Regions from separate parts of the Mus musculus genome. Here region 1 is linked to region 2. The links are chromatin contacts, called in public HiCAR-type maps. All regions are on one chromosome and are shown on one strand. Each heading gives the region's core, a stretch centred on a gene start, on an enhancer-like site or on the middle of the called end of the contact. The rest is flanking DNA. Distances are from core to core; before and after follow the strand shown.

Region 1 (7,136 bases), core at 2,318-4,817, 210 kb before region 2:
TGTTGGTGGGAATGAGTTAGCTAGCTGGTTAGAGTTAATTCCTATCTGACCAGGGCAGGGGCTTCCCAGGTGGCTTTTCTCTGGCTTGCTCTGCCCTGGGAATTTCCTCCTCCTGGGTCATTTGCAGAGGGTTCTGGTATCAAGCACCTGTATTGAGGGAGAGAGGAAAATCCACCGCCCCTTTATTAGTTGCCCATTGTTCCTCTTTGGCAGGGAAGCATCTGTGCCCAGCATTGCTGGTCCCCTACTAGGTTTCTGGTGAGCCTCACATCCATCCAATCACCGGAGCCCTACTGTCAGGCTCTGTGCCTCCACCCTGGACCCTGGGCGGAAACAGGATGTTAAGCCTCCAAGCTGGGAGGCCTGAGTTTGCTTATCTGTGGTGGTCAGTAAGGGAGACAGAAATGGTCTCTGTGACCTTCCTTCCTTGGCCTGTTTAAAGACCATGACCCCACTCCACTTTAGGGAGTTGGTGGACGAGTTACATCAGATCTGGGGAGAAACATGAAATGCTTGAATTCTTTCCAATTGCCGGCTTCTATAGCATCCAGCTAAATTCTCTTTCCCACTATTTAACAACTCTGGCTGATCTCATACTTTTCTGTGCTGCCCTGGTTACAAAAACTTCAGCCCATTTGAGCTTATGGTGTGAATCTAAGATTCAGTCTGAGTTTAATCTCCCCTTGGGAGGCAGGTCGCCCAGGAAACCCGTGGCTGGAATACCAGCTTTGCCTTTTGCTCTCTGCTCTGCCAATACAGCAGCTTGAGCTCGAGAGGGCCGTGAATGGCAGGTACTGGAGGTGGGAGTGGGAGAGAGGATTAATTGGCCCTGAAGTCCACCTCCTCCTGCCCAGGGCCTTTCTTAGTGGGGTGAGCAGTTCTTGGGGGTAGAACACATTTTGGAATAACATTTTTTTTCTGACTTCTCACCCAAACACGTCCTCTTTGCTCTCCCACTCTCTCGGGTTCCTTCTGGAGATGCCATTTTGCCTTAGCTGAGAACCAGAAAGAAAGGATGCAGACCTAAAGTTATGCATTTCAGGGACCCAGTTAGGAGCAAGGGGCATCTCCACTTGTTCTTCTGTTGGGCCCAGTTTCACCTGGTTCTCTCTGTTGCTGGGCAGGATAATTTGTCACATGGTGACAAGCCTAGAAGCCTAGAGAATACCATTCATTCTCCTCCGGAGCCTGCTATGGCTGCAGAACAATTTAAGAGAAAGAACTTGTGTGGGGCTCCTAGCTCGAGATGGTGTGAACTCGAATGCTTGTTAAGGGAGTGCATTTATCCATCTTCTCCCTAGGGATTCTCACCAAGGATTTTTGCCTCTGTAAATCTCCAGGAGAGCCACAGGCACCAGCAGTATACATGGCTACTAAACTCTATGGGATCAGGTCAAACTCTCTTATGAGGTGTCTTACCACCACTTGGGAATTCAGAGCATATACATCTACCCAAGGCTGAGATGACAGTTCCCCTTTTCTCTTTACACCCCAAAGTATTGTGCAAGCATGCCACCATTGGCTTCCTGAAGAGGGGGTCTCTCCCAAAAGACCCACAAGGTTGACTGCTTTCGATTCCAACTTTCTGTTTCTTCTCCATCTTTCTTTGATTATATTGAAAACCAGATGGATGGGGGCTGAGGAAAGGCACCCATAGGATGATGGTAGTAGACATAATTCTGTTAGTCTTCTAAAAGTCCTTAGAGTGGATCCTTTGTGAGGGCCCCCCTCAGGATGGTTTGGTCTTGTTTATCTCAGCCAGAATTAACTCCCGTTTCAGAAGAAGTTCTATTCTACCTCTTCCGGAGTGGAGAAAAGCTCTCTACACAGCCTAGGGGCTCGGGGTTATCTCCCTTGCTATAGGTCTGTTCCTTTTAATATCATGTCACAGGTCAAAAAGGAATGAATAGCAAGTGAGGAGAACAGACATGTAGAAGGAGCAAGGGAAGGAGAAATAGTATTTTCTGGTGTACAGAAAGGTTTGAAACACCATCAAGTGGAAGCAGGAAGCCATCTCTGAGACGGCCATGAAGGAAAGCAAGAAGAATAACACATAAAATGTGACCTTCCACCCACCCATCCAGTAGCAATTACTGCGTATGAAACTGAGAAAAACTCTGCCAAGGAAAAATAACAGTGTGTGATGCCTCATCCCTCCTTCCTGCCTTGCCCCCACATGGCTTGCCCTCTAAAGTAAAGAATTATTAGCACCATATTCCTGGACATAGCACCTCCTGGACAAAGAGCTGAGCATAGAGTAAACTCTGCCAGGGGGTGGAGTGGGTGGTGGTGTGATAACTAAGAGACTATAGCTTTAAACTTTAAATTAAATTAAAACATCTCTCAATCTAGAGGGTAGCTTTCATTCCATCACCGTGTAGACACTTCCGAGCTTGCTGTACCACCTCTGGTCAAGGTCTCTTACTGCCTGTGGTTTTGGAAAGTCAGAAGAAAGACTCCTTTGCCCATACAGTGTATGGAAGTGTTTCCCTTGTATTTTCTTCTGGTGGTTTTATAGTTTCAACTCTTATACTCACATACTAAATCACCGAGACTGGGAATCTCCTGACATACTTAACAAGCAATTTCATTTTTTCTTTGGTTTTTCCTTTGAAGAGGGGGTGAGGGGGTAAGGCTGAAGAGACAGCTCAGCTGTTAAGGTTAAGGGTGCTTGCTGCTTTTGTGGGGAAACCCTCAGATCCCAGTGCTCATGTTGAGTGGCTCACAATCACCTGTAATTCCAGCTTCAGGTTAGCTGATGCCCTTTCTGGCCTCCATGGGTACTTGCACACACACACACACACACACACACACACACACACACACACACACAGAGTGTGGGGAGAAGGGCAGGGAGATGGAGGAAAGAGTATAAATCTGTTTTTTTTAAGTGAAGCGAAAGGATGTTTTTGAAATTAGGTATGGGGACTTCAGAGACTATGTCTTGAATTAAATCCATTGTGATTTTATGTCAGTGACATGAATGGAGGCATAGGCACTGCGTTTTAGATACAGTTGTTTTTATTGCTCATGTGATGTCTGGATTCCAGGAAGGAGCATTCTGAGAAAGCATTACAGGAGACCTAGGTGTGGGTGTGGCAAGGCTTCTTAGACTCAGTCTGAACATCACAACCATCTAATTCTACCTGGGCCAGGGCACACAGGTACAGCCCGAGAGGATACACATGGTCTGATGTCCAGTAGTTAGGGATTTATCTTCGGATACTGATGGCACAGTCATTTCTATGAAGTATAAATATTTTTTTTGTGCACTCTGGGAAGAAGCAGGGTGGGGAAGGGGAGGGAGAGTTACAGAGAGCAAAAAAAAAGTGGGGGGGGGGTCCAGGGAGACCAATCAACATGTTACGCAAACTGCGCTGAGAGGGAGATCTAAAAAAAGCACACCCAGGCCCTAAACACTGAAACTTTGTCCTGGCTTCTCAACGTAAGTCCTGAAGAACTTTGCATCATCGTCCAACCCTAGCCAGCAGTCGTGTCCTCTCGAGTCCTCAAAGATTTCCTTTTTGCTTGCTTCACTGAGGCTAGTCCCAGGTCACATGAGTGTCTGGTCCACAGCTTGCCTGAGCTCCAAGCTGATAGCCAGAATTACTTAGAAGTTCTATGGGTGTGTCTGTTTGGATGTCCACCCCATCAGGTCCTAGGGAACTTCTCTCTCATGCATCGTCTGCCTTAAATAAACCACAGGAGAAATCTTGAGTAACAGTGGCATCGGCCCGAGAGAGAACAAATGAAATCCGGGAACCACTGAGTTTGAGGGTAGATTTCACACAGCTAGAGATAACTGGAATAGTCTTTCTGAGGCAAGAGGATAGGCTCATAGGTTCCCGGTGAGCAGTGGTACCCTGTAGCTAGACTCTGGAACTTTCTGGTCACATGAGCTCAATGGTGTGTTGAGAGGTATCTTCACCTGTGAGAAGGACACACAATCTCTCATCTGTGCAAGGATTCTTGTGAGACTTAAATGTGATGATCAGCAGCTTAGCCCTTTGTTTGGAGCCTGGTATTTGCTAAGCAGTGATTAAATGCTGGCTACAATGATCATTATTGAAATGAGTGGTTTAGTGAAATCAAGCTATGTGTCTCCTAAAAATATCAATTATTCCCATTCTTTTTTTTTTTTTTTTGATTTTGCTTTTCTCATTCTTTGACGAATCTTTATCTGCCAGGTCCTTGAAGTTGAGTCACACCGTTTGTGGTGGACTTGACTTGTTCTAAGTGTCACAGATTTCCATCTCAGGGCAGATTCTCCCGATGAGGTGCTTGTTTTGAGGAGTGAAGAAATACGACCCTCTATTCATCCATTTTGGTTTCTGCTTCAAATGCCCAGCCCGTGCTGTTTTTCCTCCAGTCTCCTCCTGGGAATTGGTTTTCCTTACTTAAAGGGCAGAGGGAAGAGAACAGGAAATTGATGCCTTAATAATGATGACAAGCATGAGGGTCACTGGGATGAAAATGAAAGCTGACCCCTCAGTTGTCCTCTGTGGTTTCTTAATGACTTGTTGTGGTTCAGGGTCCTCGGCCGCTTTTCATAAAAGGAAGCCAGACATGCGCCAGGGGTTGTTGAAAAGCCAGGCAGAATGGCGCGGTTCTGAAGAGCAAGCGCTTTCTTCCTGCTTTCTGGCTCTGACTATGTTAATGCCAGGACAGTGACCCAGACCAACTCCGCTCTCATCTCCTCCCAGTGCTCAGACTCCTCCTTAGATTTCAAGCTTCAACAACATGGCTGCAAAATGCTAGCTTTCCGAGAGACAATTATGTCTCGATAATTGTGGGCTTTTTCTTTTTCTTTTTTTGTCAGTCAGGATTGTGTGCTTGCTAGGCAAATGCAAGTCCTGTTTTGTTTCGTTTTGTTTGTTTGTTTTTGTTTTTTGAGGCACAGCCTTGCTATGCAGCTCCAGCTGCTGTGGACTGCCCTGGCCTTGGCTCTGGATTTCAGACAGTTTTTCTGTGCCTCGGACTGGGACAGGAGAGAGGGCCGGAGCTGGGTCTCTTACATTATTCTCTTATTTCCTTTGACTGCTTGGTTGTCTTTTTAAGGTGCTGGAGAGTTATCTAGTTTAGGTGATTGTTCTTCACATAAAAGAATTCTACAGCACAGTAATCGAGAAATAAACTTTGCCCTCAGACTCATTTGGGTGACACATTGTGAGTTAATTTAGAGTAGGAAAAAAAATTCTATGTTCGTATGGGATCTCAGTTATTAGGGATCAAGCCTGAAGCTGCTGCTTGTGGTAGGATTTGTTTCAGGATGTTTAACACTTCAGTATAGTGAACACATACTAACACACACATTCATATACACTAACACACACATTCACATATACTAACACAGATATTCACAAATACTAACACACACATTTATCACTAACAATTCACACACCATACTCAAACACACACACTCATATGTCTTCACACACACATGCAAAAACATACATTCACATACACCTTCAAGCACACACGTACAGTCACATATGTATATTCATATCACCACATACTCATGTACACACTCATGTGTGCTCGCACGCGCGTGCGCGCGCGCACACACACACACACACACACTTATACACACATACACACTTACACACACATACACACTTACAGACATACTTAGATACACATAAACTCACACACACATACTTAGGTACACACTCAGACACACTTTCATACACACACACTCACATGGTGACCCTCCACTCATTGGCATACATGTACACACACTCAAACACACTCAAGCACACATACCCACACACTGAGATGCCTACCAACACATGAACACACACATATAATCACCCCATACACAACACAAACACACATAAACTATACATTTAGGGACTGAGAGACACATAACTCACTCTCATTCCCTTATACCTAAACACTCCCACACAAACTCTCACACACCCAGACTGTCATACACACTCACCCACACACACTCAGATTCACACTCATACGCACACCTATATGCACCTGTATGCAAGTGTTCGCATACACCAACACATTCACGTATATACTCCCACAATACACATTCACACACACACTTGGACCTAGACACACAAGCACACACTGTCATAAGACACACACTCAGACTCACTGACATACACATTCTCAGACACTCACAATCAGACACACGCTTTACTCTGATGACCAGCACTCAGCCATGCACACATTCACACACCCATGTACACTTAATCTCACACTCCCAGGAGCACACATTCAGATACCCACCCACTTCTCACACACTTACATTTTCTCTTTCTCTCTTACACACACACACACACACACACACACACACACACACACACACACACACACACACTGCTTGATAGTGGAAGGGAAGACCTTTGTAAATCCTGATTGCTTAAACCCTTTTGTCCTTTTCTGTCTGCCAAGTGGAGGTCTTCCGGAAGTTCTGTTTGCCTATGTCTCAAAAGTCCAACAAGCTTCCTTTGCCTTTTCTCTCTCTCCTTCTGGGGATAAGGCTGTTCATCCTACGGGTTTACTTTCACATCTGAGAGAATGGGCCATGGAAGTCAAGTTTCTTGGACTGGAGCCTAGAATGAAGAGATCTCTGTTGTTAATGATGCACAACTGCTGTGTCTTTACCATGAGTAATTAGTGTCTTTGAACTCTCAGGGATCTGCAATGATATAAAATTATAAAATTTAAATAAAATTTCTAGAAGTATAACTTTTTAAACAATAGATTTTTTGACTTGACAACTTGCTGAAGGATTTTAGTTTCATCATTATGATTGGGACATGCATTTATAGATATATGTACTTATGTATAAAATGTGTTCATGTGCATTCTTTTGAGACAGAGACTCAGTTTGTGGACTCTGACTGGCCTGGAGCTCATTATGCAGCCCAAACCAGCCTTGAATTCAGGATTCTCCTGCCTTCAGTTCTCAAGTGCTGGGATTATAGGCCTATGCCATTGTATCTGGCCCTACCAGGCCCTATTGATTAGGAATAACTATGACTAAATACAGTATGATTCTTCTGCCCTGGGAGAGGAGATTGGCTTTGATCCTAGTGCACTTCTCATCAAATTGATGCCCTTATCAGAAAGCATCCTTTGAGTGATAAGGACAAAATAAACAAATCTATATGTGTAAG
Region 2 (6,621 bases), core at 874-3,373:
TGTAGTGTGGTCATTTGTGTGCATTTTTCTCTTCTGTCAAGGTGTAAGTGACTGAAGGGCAAAGACTCAGTGGTCACCTGTCATTCCTCTAGATGTACCAGCATCTGACGTTCCTGCTCAGATGTTGAGATGAGCCCTCCTTGGAGAGCCAGATGCCCTCTTTTTGTAGAAGTCTGTAGATAGCTATACTTCTTCATTCCACATAGCTAGAGTGTGGACAGATGACTCACACTTCCAAAACCAATACATCAGCGGAAGTTTCAGGGTAGACGCTAACAGCACATAGCAACAAGAATGAGAGAGTAGGTCTCTAGAGAAGGTAACATGGGACTGAGGAAGGTCTAGTGGCTGCAGTCCTGATGTGCTCTCTTCCAGAGCCCCGGACAGGTCTCCTATCAGACTTGATCTGTGATGACTCTAGGTTTTGTTCCTGTGGACAATAGTCACATCTCTGTGGCATTCTGTGAGCTTCAACATATCATTTATGGATCTGTCTTCTGTTTACCTCAACAAGCTTCATCCATTTGTGTAGCCAGACACTCTGAACCAACTGATTTACTAACAATGGACATTTTATTTCTCAGTTCTTAAGGCTGGAAGCCCAACGTCAAGGCTGATAGCTGTGGTGTCTAGTTAGGGTTCTGCTCTGCCTCAGATTCCAGCATCATTAATGCCGACGGCATCTTCTGAAAGGAAGGAGTTCACATCTTCATACGACAGGCAGAAGGGACAGACAGGTCGAGTCTTCAGAAGGAGCTAATGTACACACTCACAAAGCAGATGGAGTTCTTATGGCCTCCTGCCCACTCCCAATTCTGTGGCTTGGGGGAACTATATTTTATGATGAACCTTGGAAGCACTTGAACATTCAACCCCTAATGTTCAAATGGACTGTTTTAGAATCCAGAGATGCATATGCCATACACACACACATATAAGCATATATGTAAAATATAAATACATACATAGAGTATATATGTATATACACATATAAATGTATGTTTAAGTATATATGCATATATAAAATATATAAAGCATATATACATATATAAAGTATAAAATATATGTATATATAAAGTATAAAATATATGTATATATAAAGTATACACACACACACACACACACACACATATACATATACTTCCTATGTATATTAAGTGAACAAATGTGCAAGAATTAATCCTAGCTATAAGAAGCTCTCTAATATTGACTTTCTCGATTGGTAAGTGGGCTAGTAACTCCTGTCTACAAAGAATATTGTACTGACTGAATGAAATCCAGTATGTTAATCAACAGCCAGTAAACTGCAGCTCGCACTGGTTGAAACAGGGATTTGATGGTGGCAATGACAATAAGGTGGTTTGTCCCCATTCTTGAAGCAAAAGAGAAGACCCTGGAGGAATTCTCTGGCAAGGACATAGGATCTAGACTTCTCATCTTGCTTCATATAGCTTATAAACATTGGTTGTCTTTTTGTTTCTCTGACATTGCACGCTTTTCACATGAGTTTGCCATCGGACTGGATGGCTGGTGCATGAGTATCCCACATCAGAGGCCGGGCTGCCTGCCTTTTGCAGTGTCAAGTCACTTTGGACAGTATTTGGAACAGCCTTCTAGAGCACCAAGAAAACTGAGGTTAGCATTCTTCTATCCAAGCAAAGAACTACAGCGCCCCCTACAGGAGAATCTGGGAACGTGAAGAAAGAAAGGTCGGGGAGAGGTCATGAAGAGAAAGCTGGAGTGGAGGCAAAGGCAGGGAGGAAACAGCTTCTGGCTGGACAGGGAGGAAGAGGAGCAGAGCATCACAGCTCAGAAGCTAACTCCTGGAAAGCAGTTGACAGGGACCGGTTGGGGGCCCCGTGTTTGCCTTGTACCTTTATCAAACACGTGATGGTAGCGTTCTCGTTCTCAGACCCAGGGCTCATGCTTCGGGTACGTTGTCACTCGTGATGGGTTTTCCTCGCATCACTTTTATTTTTTTTTCAAATACGTCATTGAAATATTATTTTGATGCTGAATTTCTCGGCGCCTCGCTTCTGATTCCCGTCTGTCCCCCAACCCTGTCCCTGCCCCTCCTTGTCGCCATCCCCCCACTATCTCCCTGTCCCTCCCCACCCCATCCCTGGCCTTATTCACACCAGATGGTGATTGGCAAACACTACCGTGTATGAGCTCATCCAGCCCTCACAGCAATCTAATAGCCCTAGCTCCGTTTTATAGTATCACAAATTGACCCACAGAAGGATTAAATCTCTGCCAAACTTCATGTTAATTGAAATATTAACCTGCTCAAGTTGAACGCAGGCCGTGTTCTTCTCACAAAACATAATTCGAGTCCAAGGCAATATACACAGAGACACTTTGGAGAATTGTGTGAGAGTCGACTAAAGTATATAAACAAAGATTACTTAAACAACCATCATTACTGGCATTTAGATCACAGAATGCTTAACACGGGAGGCTGTAAGGACGAGCAATGTTAAGTAATATTTGAGGGACTCCCTCCTTTAAAAGGTTGTGTTTGGTGTGTATGGTGGCGTGCACCTAGAAACACACCCCTCAGGAGGCTGAGGCAGGAAGATTGCCAAAGGTTTGAGGCCAGCCTGGGCTACAAGTTAGACCCCACGTCTTAGTTAGGGTCTCTATTGCAGTACCATGACCAAAAGCATCTTGGGGAGTAAAGGGTTTATTTCAGCTACACCTCCCAGACCATACTCAGTCCCCGAAGGCAGTCAGGGCAGGAATTCAAGGCAGGAATATGGATTCAGAGACTAAAGCAGGGGCCGAGGAGGAATACTGCTAACTAACTAACTTGTTGCTCAGGGCTTTCTTAGTCTGCTTTCTTAGACAACTCGAATGAAATTATCTGCCCAGGGTGGCAGCACTTACAGGGACCTGGGTGCTCCCACATCAATCAGTAATCAAGAAAAGACCCCAGAGACTTCTCTATAGGCCAGTCTTCTAGAGGCATTTTTCTCAGCTTCCAGATGAGAAGTTTATGTTTGTGTCAAATAGACACTTTGTCACAACAAAACAAAAAGGAAAAAAAAAGTATATTGGATGAAATGTTTTCATTTCTATGATTTCATATTTTCTGCTTCAAAGAAATGTCTGTCCCGACACATTCTTTATGCCATTGGCTATATTTTGACATGCAGTGTTCCAGTGTCTCTAAACACTCCTGTGCCCTCCTTCATCGTAGCAGCCCGTTTAAGTATTCATTTATCCCATAGTTAACCCCAGGACTTGGTTTCCCTTGGATACACACCATCAAAGCCATTTTTAATTAAATTTCTGAAAAGCTTGGCAGAGTAAGGGGGTCGGAGTGGGAGCATCTGACTGGCCAGGCAAGCTTTACTGGCATGTTAGCCATACACTGTGTGGAAAAATTGTTTTCATCATTTTATAAATACAGCACATTCTACTCCCCCATGATTATCTCCAGAGAAATTTCTGGAACCTAGAGGCTATAGCCTGGAAAGAATCAGAGTAGCCAGGCTCGAGCCACAGGTAGAAACACTCTTCCGAAGCCCCTAAGATGCAGGTTTTGACACCAGGTGAGGAGAAAGGTGTACTGGATTTTGTCTCAAAAGTACAGCCTTTTCCTTAGCAGGCTGGTGGATAAATGGTATGGAGGAGCCATGGGGGGGGGGGGCATTACCAGGTTTTTCATTCACATCCTTTATCTAGTCTGGTTCCAATGGGGCTCAGAGAGTGCATAATCTTATGCAGATTGGATGTGTGCAATTTTGCACATAGAACCCAGGGATCCACATTTGAGAAAGACAGGTAAAGGAAATGTCTCTCTAGAGAAATGGTTGTGTTAGTAATAGTCTCTGGGGACCTGGATTCAGGCCTTTAAAAGAAAAGCTTAATGTTCCCAAAGGAAAGCATCATACATCTTAAATCTTCCACAATGAGCTATTCATTATTCACTTATTCAACACATATGGATGATTCAAGCCATGTCCCAGCGGAGGGCAGTGTCATTGTCCTCTCAATGATTTCATCCTAAGGAAGGGACAAGCTGTGAGGAGGCAGGAAAGAGTCCCTTGTTCCTTGCTGAAGCCTTGTGATGTGCTTATTATACCTCCTCACTCTGAAGGACTCTGTCTAGTATCCTCTGTAGAGTTAGTGGTCGTGAGTTTCTTTAGCCTGCATTCACCCTTCAATTTCTCCTTCAATTACGGCAGATAGTTTTTCTGGGTATAACAGTCTTCTTGATTGTTCACTATTATAGTTCAGGATTTGAAGTACACAATTTCAAGTCTGACTGACTTTTAAATTTTCTATTGAGAAATCTGCTGTTATTCTAATGGATCTGGCTTTACATGCATTTCCTCTCTTGTTGGCTTCAATATACATTCTTTGTTCAATGTACTGAGTGGTTTAATTATCATGTGAACAAGGGTGTGCTCTTTTCTGGTCTTGTCTATTTTTTTGTGCTCAGTGCCTCCTTGCATCTACTTTGGCATCTCATTCCCTAATTTTTGGACATTTTCTCCTGGTTTATTTAAATGTTTTCTAAACCCTTAGAATGAAATAAAATTCTTCTCCCCAGGAAATCAAAATGTTTCTACACAGCAAAGAAAACAGTTTACCAAGTGACAAGACAGCCTGCAGAAGGGGAGAAAAATCTTTGCCAGTTAGACATCTGATCAAGGTTTGATATCTAAAACATACAAGGTTTCAAAGAATGCCACACCTTTTCTAGGTTTTCTAATAACTTCATACATGTAAAAATGGCATATGCTTAAATAGCCATGTTTAAAATAAGCATACTTTAAAATAAGGTGAATAGAAAGACTTAAGACTGAATAAATCATGAAAATGTAGACAACAAAATATATGGACTGGACAGAGGTGAGTGGTGTGAGCCATCACTGGAGCTTCATTGTCCAGCTCTGGCCTTGCTCCCTGGTCTAGAGGAGCCTTGAGGGAACCCAAGAGTGCCCTGCCTCCCTGTGGAAACCTTCAGGGGCCCCAAAACTAAGCAGCTTGAAACTGTGCCCAACTACCTCTCCTAGTTGGATCTGCCTACCACCACAGAGAGTCTGCCTGGGACAGCCAGCAGAGTCCTGCTGCTATCAGGATTATCCAGTCAACACCAGGGAAAACAAGATGCCTAAAAGATAGCATAAGAATGCAGTCAACAAGATACAGGGCAAAATGGCACCACCAGAGTCCAGCTATCCTGCTACAACAAACCCTGGATATCCTAATGAAACTGAACCACAAGAAGAGGATCTTAAATCCAAGCTTCTAAAGAGGACTTCAAAGAGGACATGAATAAATCTCTTAAGGAAATACAGGAGAACACATTTAAACAGGTAGATGTATTAAAAGAGGAAGCAAATAAGTATAAAGAAATATAGGAAAAAAACAAACAACCAAACAGGTGATGGATATGAATAAAATGGTCTAATACCTGAAAAGGGAAATGGAAGCAATGAAGAAAATACAAACTGAGGCAATTCTGGTGATAGAAACCTAGTGAAGAGAACTGGAAATATAGACACAAGCATCACCAACAGAATACAGGAGATGGAAGAGAGAATCTCAGCTCTAGAAGATATGATAGATGAACTCAATATATCAATCAAAGAAAATTAAACATCTAAAAAGTCCATGACACAAAACATCCAGGAAATCTGGCATACTTTGAAAAGACCAAACCTAAGAATAATAATAGAAGGAGGAAGGGGAGGAGGAGGAAGAGGAGGAAGAGGAGGAATTATTCCTGCTTTAAGGTCCAGAAAATATCTTCAACAAAATCAGAGAATAAAATTTCTCTAACCTAAACAAAGAGATGCTTATAAAGGTACAAGAAGTTTACAGAACAGATTGAGCCAGAAAAGAAAACCATCCCATCACATAATAATCAAAAGACTAAATATATATAACAATGAAAGAATATTAAAAGCTATAAGGGGAAAAGGCCAAGTAACATATAAATGAAGAATTACACCTGCTTTCTCATCTGAGACTCTAAAAGCTCCAAGGGCCTGAGCAGAGGTCTTGAAAAAACCTAAGAGACCATAGATGTCATCCCGGAGTACTATTCCCAGCAAAACTTTCAATCACCGTAGATAGAGAAAACAAGATATTCCATGACAAAACAAAATTCAAATAATACCTCTCCACTAACCCAGCCCTACAGAGAATAGTACAATAGTACAAGGAAAACTCCAGCCCAGTGAGACTAACTATACTAAAAAAAAAAAAAAAGTAAATAAAGTAAATAAAGAATTTCACACCATTAAAACCAATAGAAGAGAAACACACACACACATGCTTAACCACCACCAATATAAAAATAACAGGAAGTAACAATTAATGGTCATTAATATCTCTCAATATCAATGTACTCAATTCCCTAGTAAAAAGACACAGACTAACAGAATGGATGGGTAAACAGAATCCATCATTCTGCTGTATACAAGAAACACATCTCAGCAACAAAGATAGTCATTATCTCAATATAAAGAGATGGAAAAAGGGTTTCTAAGTAAATAGATCTGAGGAATAAGCTGGAGTAGCCATTCCACTATCTAATAAAATAGACTTCCAACTGAAAGTAATCAAAAGAGACAGGGAAGGACTCATGAAAGGTAACATTGA

The links. HiCAR-type assays count read pairs that join an accessible place to other places.
Region 1: a HiCAR-type map of fibro-adipogenic progenitors shows a contact between it and region 2, with 3 times the contacts expected there. The contact joins two enhancer-like sites. A contact is called at or near these places in 4 of 484 Hi-C or Micro-C datasets (bone marrow-derived macrophages, cortical neurons and embryonic fibroblasts) and 3 of 115 datasets of contacts at active chromatin or transcription factors (embryonic stem cells and fibro-adipogenic progenitors).

The regions. Positions count from the first base shown.
Region 1 is chr5:76,073,037-76,080,172 of GRCm38.p6, reverse strand. No RefSeq gene overlaps it. Among named protein-coding and RNA genes, the nearest start is that of Gm32780, 34 kb to the right of the region's middle. Within about 2 kb of position 3,567, at least 22 of the 459 cell types and tissues checked have an H3K27ac peak or open chromatin away from gene starts, as enhancers often do. A contact at or near this core is called in fibro-adipogenic progenitors, where this site is marked.
Region 2 is chr5:75,866,378-75,872,998 of GRCm38.p6, reverse strand. No RefSeq gene overlaps it. Among named protein-coding and RNA genes, the nearest start is that of Gm32727, 110 kb to the left of the region's middle. Within about 2 kb of position 2,123, at least 12 of the 459 cell types and tissues checked have an H3K27ac peak or open chromatin away from gene starts, as enhancers often do. A contact at or near this core is called in fibro-adipogenic progenitors, where this site is marked.